2 separate regions of the Mus musculus genome follow, and region 1 is linked to region 2. A link is a contact called in public Micro-C data. All regions are on one chromosome and are shown on one strand. Each heading gives the region's core, a stretch centred on a gene start, on an enhancer-like site or on the middle of the called end of the contact. The rest is flanking DNA. Distances are from core to core; before and after follow the strand shown.

Evidence for each region. A called contact is a pair of places that touch in the nucleus more often than the background predicts.
Region 1: a Micro-C map of the HL-1 cell line shows a contact between it and region 2, with 3 times the contacts expected there. The contact joins two enhancer-like sites. A contact is called at or near these places in 2 of 15 datasets of contacts at CTCF or cohesin (the NIH/3T3 cell line and large pre-B cells), 9 of 484 Hi-C or Micro-C datasets (the G1E-ER4 cell line, the HL-1 cell line, embryonic stem cells and 2 more), 3 of 115 datasets of contacts at active chromatin or transcription factors (acute myeloid leukemia, large pre-B cells and pancreatic cancer cells) and 1 of 9 other capture datasets (embryonic stem cells).

The regions. Positions count from the first base shown.
Region 1 is chr5:146,991,750-146,995,558 of GRCm38.p6, reverse strand. No RefSeq gene overlaps it. Among named protein-coding and RNA genes, the nearest start is that of Mtif3, 30 kb to the right of the region's middle. Within about 2 kb of position 1,913, at least 44 of the 459 cell types and tissues checked have an H3K27ac peak or open chromatin away from gene starts, as enhancers often do. A contact at or near this core is called in the HL-1 cell line and pancreatic cancer cells, where this site is marked.
Region 2 is chr5:146,674,290-146,677,822 of GRCm38.p6, reverse strand. No RefSeq gene overlaps it. Among named protein-coding and RNA genes, the nearest start is that of Gm34700, 24 kb to the left of the region's middle. Within about 2 kb of position 2,117, at least 114 of the 459 cell types and tissues checked have an H3K27ac peak or open chromatin away from gene starts, as enhancers often do. A contact at or near this core is called in the HL-1 cell line and pancreatic cancer cells, where this site is marked.

The DNA.
Region 1 (3,809 bases), core at 664-3,163, 320 kb before region 2:
ACAGGGTCTCTCTATGTAGCCAAGGGTGGCCTTGAGTTTATAATCCTCCTGCCTCAGCCTCTCCAGTGATGAGATTCTAAGCATGTACCAGACCTAGCTCTATCTTTCTGAGTTCATATTTTTTAAAGGATTTTAGCTTGTACTATGCAAGCCTTATGTCTCAAAAGCCACATATGCTGTGCCTCAATCCCCCTTCGTCCTGTGGGCATTTTAACTCGGTAGTAGAGGGTGGGAGTGGGGGGGGGGTTGTTGGGAGAGTGGGAGTGGGAGGGGTGGGCGTGGGATAGATAGGAGTATTCAGCATGTTTGAGCCCTGCACTTCCAATGGCACCCTGCTCTAACTGCCAAGAGAAACTTGCTTTGTGTTGCAATGGCCCTGTCCACACATGACACTTCCTGTGCTTTTTCATGGCTGTACGCCAAAGGATGTACATTATCTCTTGTCACAAATCTCTTGTCACCCCCGTTATTATTTGGTACCTTTATTATCTGGGACAGATGTATTTAAACAATGTTGGGAGGCTGAAGCCACCGGTTTTGTGGATTAACAGGACCTGTGGCAAAGTAAAGATTTGGAACCAAAAGCAAAAATTCTAAACTCTAAGGGTTGTTGTTGTTTTAAATGAGAAATAAGCCTGCTGGCTGGAGAAGCTATGTTCACTTACAGAAATAGAATTAAACATAATACCTTTAGAGATGAAGTAGACCTGGGTTTGTAGAAAACATTAAACAACCCGACCAAACGCCGTGGACGTGGAGACAAGCGTCCGCTCCGATGGAAAAAGTGACTGTCAGCAACACGCCTGCACTGTCTTGGGCTCTCCTGTGAGTGTTTTACCTTGGCCGCAAATGAAAACATTTAAATTTCTTTAAAATTACATTTGACTTAATTACGCCCGGGGCCCCAATCCTGTGAAGCCCCCATTTTTGCCTGCTTTTCCAGTGGATGGAAGAGGCAGGCTCCTCGCCCCATAAAGACTTGTTTTTCTCCAGGACGCTCGCTATGTGCAGAATGTTAATAGCCGGCTGAGCATGAATAGCTCTGTGGCGCCACTTGAAATATAGAAAAATGGCCCGGACATTAAAAAAGATAAAAGCGAAAAGGGCAGTAATGAATTTAGAGGAAAATGAACATTAATGGCCCTGGCATTGCTTGTGTTCCCACATAGCGGATTATTGGAAATCTGTCAAGCACACCAAATTATCTACTCGTCGGCTGCTGCGGGGCCCTCTACAGCCATCCAAAACCAGCAAAAGCAAGACAATTTAAGCTAATTTTACTATTTATAACAATAGAACAGGCCATTAAGATAAATTAATGTCATTATCAAGTTTCTATGAAAATGACAAATGCCACTCTCTGGAGCAACTTAGGGACTGTTGACGATAATGAAACCCACCGCACAGGTACTAAAGACAGACACTCCACGTAATTATATTCTAGTAGTCTGTTTGTTTCCTGGCCATTCATTTGCTTTCCCCACAATTAGTTCTGTACACAATATGTCAGTAACTAAACAGTCAACACCAGGCAGCATTAGGACTAATTGGGCCATTAGGATGTAGTTTCCAGCCTTTCTTCTTCCTAAAGGGGGCTGGGAGTAAACAGAGCCCAGGCACAATGGTGGGGATCGTCTTCATTTAGGAAGATACAAACAGGGTAATCAGCCAGGCAGGTGAAGGGCCCTGCACAGAATTCCCCCGAATCTGGGATGCTCACAAACTCCGCAGTGAGCTCTCCTGCTCTCTCCCCTCCATCCAGGGAGCTGTCACATCAGGATGACCCAGAACCAGCAGCGTGGGCTGGAACGGGGCCATCCAGAAGTGCCAAGAATTCCTGGGACCTGGCAGGCCTGCCAGTTGGGACAAGGCTGAGTCACTTAGGGTTTGGCCAGGGGAAAGCCCAGGTCTGCGGCAGGGCTGTGGTCTCTAGTCATTACCTTGGGGCCGAATTGTTGTGAGGTTATTCGGGGACTGTCAACAGCACAGATCGTCTTTCCCTAAATCAGAGGTCAGTGGGAAAGACTTGTCTCTGGCTAGCCAGTGAGAGGTTGGTTGAGCAAAGATGGCCACAGAATCACAGTACTGAGGCACGAGTGGCCGATGTGTGTCACGCCACACCCTGGAGCCGCGGCTGCCGTTGTAATCTAAGGGATGGGACTCAGGAGGCCTTTCCCAGTGCTGTGCAGCTGCCAGGACCACACTGCCTTCCAGGCTGGGGTATGTGAGAAACGGCCCACCTCACCTACCTTTGCTCTCAGTCTGTGACTCTCAGGAAATAGGAAGCATACAAATAAGAACCCCAAAGATCTCAGAGTAGCGAGGAGTTAGCATGACAGAGCTACCAATCAGAGGAAAACCAACCGAACAAGCGAAACTGAGCACAGCATACATAAGAGACTCCTGAAAGCCATGTCAGGTGAGACCCTGGAGTGGCAGCCACTGTATCACACCATCTCCCAGGGCTTAAAAATCCATCAGCAGAGGGGACCTTAGAGATGAGCTCTAAGGACACATCTGCAGATCACTGAGGAAACAAGATCCAAGGACCAGATAGTGAGGGGCTAGACTGCTCCTCAGAGGTAAAGGGGTGTCTGGGTGTGGGTGTGGGGGTGCGTGGGGGTGCGTGGGAGGTGCGTGGGGGTGTGTGGGGTGTGGGGGTGCGTGGGGGTGCGTGGGGGTGTGGGGGTGCGTGGGGGGTGCGTGGGGGGGTTGTGTGTGCTTGTGCAGACCTTCCTGCTTAGAGCTGAAGTCCCCACAGAAGACATAATGCTTTTTCTTTATATAGTAGGAGGCTTGGGGACATGGGGACTTGAAACCCAGGTTCGCTCCTGTTTCTAAGTTTCCTGGCCATGTGCCTATTTGACAGGGGTCATCCAGTTAGTAAATTTACGTATTGCTAGTGGTTTCTGAGCCAACTAGACAGGACAGTGATTATACACACCACCTGAAGAATGGCATTCACAGTCATCATTACTCTGAATGTTCAAAGCTCTCCAAATGATGACATGGATTGTTTCAGCTCCCCCAAGAAGTGGCCTCAGTTTATTGTATCAGTTTCCCCATGAGGAAGCCAAGTGACCCAAAAGCAGAAAGTCCAGGGAACAGTCTGGAAGATTCAGCTCACCACACTGTGTAGGAACACGAGGCAGTGACTCGGCTGTCATTGCATCCTGCAGAGTCTGAGGCCTGCCTGGGCCTTCCCTCCTGGCTATCCTGCAAGCCTTACGGTTGCCCAGCCTTGTGCTATGCTGAGACTTTGCCGGCTTTAGTTAGGACAGCAGGCGCTGAAGCTTAAATTCATAGCCATGCCCATGGGTACTACTGTTAATAGATACAGAGATGTGTTAGAATTCAGGGTGCCTGCCTGAGAGTCTCATTGCTGTGCTGCCCAGGGGATATTTCCCCACTGAGGCTCTTCTACCAGCAAGTTGAAGATGGCAGAATCCTGACCCCGTCACTCCCTGCCCCTCACCTCGGCCCAGTTTTTTTTTTTTTTTCAAATCTCAAGCCTCAGTTTTCCCATCCATGAAATGGGGTTGAACATTTTCTCCATCTGATCATTAAGACCGTCAGGACAAAATATTTCCACTCGCAGAGCCTCTCTGACCCTCTCTTGTTGATTTCGGTAGCTTCTAGTGCCTCACTAGCCGATTACTGACTGTGACAACCTCATTCTGCAAAAATCACACGAGCTTTTACAGATCTTTACGGGAAGGAAATAGGCTAATGCACTGTTTCCCCGAGTGTGCCGGGCGCCCAATCTTTCTCTAATGGGCTCAAATTGCAATTTTAAAATCTAAACCGTG
Region 2 (3,533 bases), core at 868-3,367:
GACTCGAACCCGGGTCCTTTGGAATTGCAGCTGGCGCTCTAACCACTGTGCAATCTCACCAGTTCCTTCATTTGAGTAGTTCCAACTGAGTCTGTAAACACCTCCTCTTTGGTTGTTTGCTCTACTGCCCATGCGTGTTTTAAGAATGTAGATGTCTGGCTGGAGAGATGGCTCAGCAGTTAAGAGCACTGACTGCTCTCCTAGAGGTCCTGAGTTCAATTCCCAGCAACCACATGGTGGCTCACAACCATCTGTAATGGGATCCGATGCCCTCTTGTGACATCTCTGTAGAGAGCAACAGTGTACTGATACATAAAAAAAATTAAATAAATCCTTAAAAACACCACCACCACCACCAACAACAACAGAATGTAGATGCCGGTCCGCTGTGCAATCACATGTATGAGACATGCAATGCTGGTCTCGCATGGACTTCTCACTCTGCTACTGAAGGACTTGCGTCCCCATCCGTTCTGTCCGTATTTGCATGCCAGCTGGGCTGTCAACTCGACTCCTGGCAAAGGGGGCGTTCTGGGTCAGGAGTCTGTTGCCAGCTCTGAATTCTTTCCAAGGAAGGTTAAAATCCCTCTAGGGTATAATGCAGTCCCCCAAAGCCCTCTTAGCTTCTTTGGGGGCCCAAGGAGGACAAAGAATCTGGGGGAAGGGTGAAATCAGTGGATGGTTCTGGGGCTTAGGAATGGGGGTGGGGTGGGGTGGGTGGGGTGGAGTGGGGGCCTGAACCCATTCAGCCCCTGAGGGCAGTAGGTGACAGGGTTGTAGAAGGTCACTGCTATTAGAGAGGACTCTGGGAATGTCAAGCTGCTGCAATCACCCTCAGGAGGTCACTGCTGAGTTTGAGTCAGACTCTGTGGGATGAGAGGGTCCCTTTTAAGAGCCACTATTTAAATTTAAATTTTACTCTATGTCTTACCCAGAGCCACAGGATCTCAACCATGTGGACCCATGAAAGGAAACCACTTCTTTCTAACATAATAAAATACTGCTTTAACTGAGATACCATAAAACAGGACCACGTTGGCCGTCATCATGCATGCGGTTCGGCGGCATTGAGTCCCTTCTAGTCCTTGCGCAACCCCCACCATCTGCCTCCACGGCTTTTCATCATGCAGAACCGAAACTGGAGCAGATTTCATTAAACATTAACTTCCTCCACCCACCGCGGCCAGCTCCTGGCAGCCAACACCCCAGTCTTCCTTTCTAAGTCTGACCTCATGTATGTAACATCATACAGGAATTCTCTTCTCGGGTCTGGCTTATTTCATCAAGTCATTCAGAGTAGCCAAGTGTCCCCTGGCTTTAGCCACTCCGTCACATGTGCCAGGTTTTATTCCTTTTCAGTCTGAGTACTATTCCATTGGGTGCCGAGGCCGCGGTCTCCTCATGCTGGGGGACACATGGCTACTCTGAATGACTTGATGATGAACACAGGTGAACCAGAGACCTACTTGCAAGGAATACCTTCCAGGACCACCCTCTCCAGCTCCCCCCCCCCCCAGCCCCACTCTCCCAAGGATTTCTGAAACGGCAGGGTTCTTGGACACTATCCAAGATAGAGATGCTCTGTACAAGGACAGTCAATCGGATAACTGAGTTAGCTCCTAGGTAACTAGAAAACAGGTAGCATGTACCGTGTGGATACACTACACAAAAGCATGACCAACCCCGGGCTGGGAGGAGCGGAATGACAAAGGCCACTGTGCCACTTCTTGGAATGAGGCACTGTTTAGAACTTGTGAAATGCTCATTTCTGGATTTTTTTTTTTCCATTTAGTTTTCAACCCAACCACAGGCAGGTTGAAACTGTAGAAAGAGAATTATGGGTAAGAGCTTCCTCCAACTGCAAAGGAACTAGATGACTTTAAAGATTCCCCCAAGAGGTCCCAGCAAGTTGAGAATGGCTGAAGTTAATTGCTTTTGAGCACATATTATGCACCACTGACTACCTGATGGGCGTTTGCTCTGTGGCTCCTCACAGCTCGTGAAGTGGGACCCACCGCCATTCTTGGATTCAGAAATCAGACACAAGAGAGAGCCTCTGGAGCCACGGTCCAATTGTAGGTGGAGCTCAGGCCTCTGTCCCCAGCGCTATGCTATTCTGTCCGCCTCTCGCCATGGCTCCTGGCAGCACTTCCACTTCAAGGGAAAGGCCCTTGAAACACAGCTTAGAGACATCAGAATGCAATCTTCAATTTCACCCTGGAAAGAATTTTTTTTTTCCTGCACACCAAATATTTAGTAAGGAGGTTTAATAAATAAAGGTTGTTTATTTTATGTGATCATAGTTATTTTTATTTTAACTTGCAGCTTCATGGTTATTTTATAATAAGTTATCAGCCTGTGTGTTTCCTGAGGTTCAGTAATGCGGAAGCTGTTTCGTGGGACTAAGGCCGTGTGTTACCCGCGACAATACTGCCATCCTGTGGCGGGATGGAACACTGCAGCTTTGTTAACTATCCAATCCTGCAAGGGCAGGTGAAGAAAAGGTCAGGGTTGTATTCAAACGGGGATGGGGGTGGGGGTGGGGGTTGGGGTGGAGGGTGGGGGTGGGTGCCCTCTCCTGCTTGAGGCCACAGTCAGACCATGTCCTCAGTTTGTCAGAGTCCAGGACACACACAGTTCCTGTTCCCTTTGACTCTCGGAGACTCCTGCTCAGACGGGAGTTGTGGCGGGAGACTCAGGGCGCTGGTGGGAGGGTAATGGCAACCCCACCTGCAACCACAGGGACCAAGAATCCAAACGTGGTGTGCATCTCACCCTGTCCTTACTTTTAAGAGGTTTCTATTAACCAGAATTTTCCTTCCTTTCCTCTCTCATCATCCCCCCACGTCGCCTTCTCCCCTCCCAAAAAGGTTGGGGGAGTGTGTGTGGGCGGGGATGCATTGGGAAGTGACCAGATCAGACCTAATTGCCAGCAAACAAGCTCAGGTATATAGGAGCAGCTCTTGGGCAACGCCGAGGACAGAGAAGTCAGGTGGGGAACCCTGGATGTGTCAGGAATGAGCTGGCTTTTCGCCATATAAGGTCCTGGTTCAAGTGCTTGGTAGTTGTTCAACTCGGGGCTGGCGCCGTCCGGAACTCAGTTTTGGTGCCATCTGGGTAAGGGGGGGCTTGACAATTCGGGCAGGGCTGTAGAGAGGGGCTTTCTGGCCCACACCATGCTGGTCTTTGGTGATGGCTCGTGTTTGCTGTCAGTAAACCATGCATTATGGGCACCAGGAGGAGGGTGTTTGAATTAATTTAAATGTATGACTGTTTTGCCCGAACATATGTATGGGAACCATATGTATGTCTTGTGCCTGCAGAGGCCAGAACGACCATTGAATCCCCTAGAACTGGAGTTACAGATGGTTGTGAGCTGTCATGTGGGTGCCAGGAATTGAACTTGGGTCCTCTGCAGGAGAAACCAGTGCTCTTAACCACGGAGCCATCTCTGCAGCCCTGTGTAAATGTTCTAAAAGATGAGATCTTTTAGGTCACAGTAGTTACTGTCGGCTGGGCCAAGGTGACCTGGA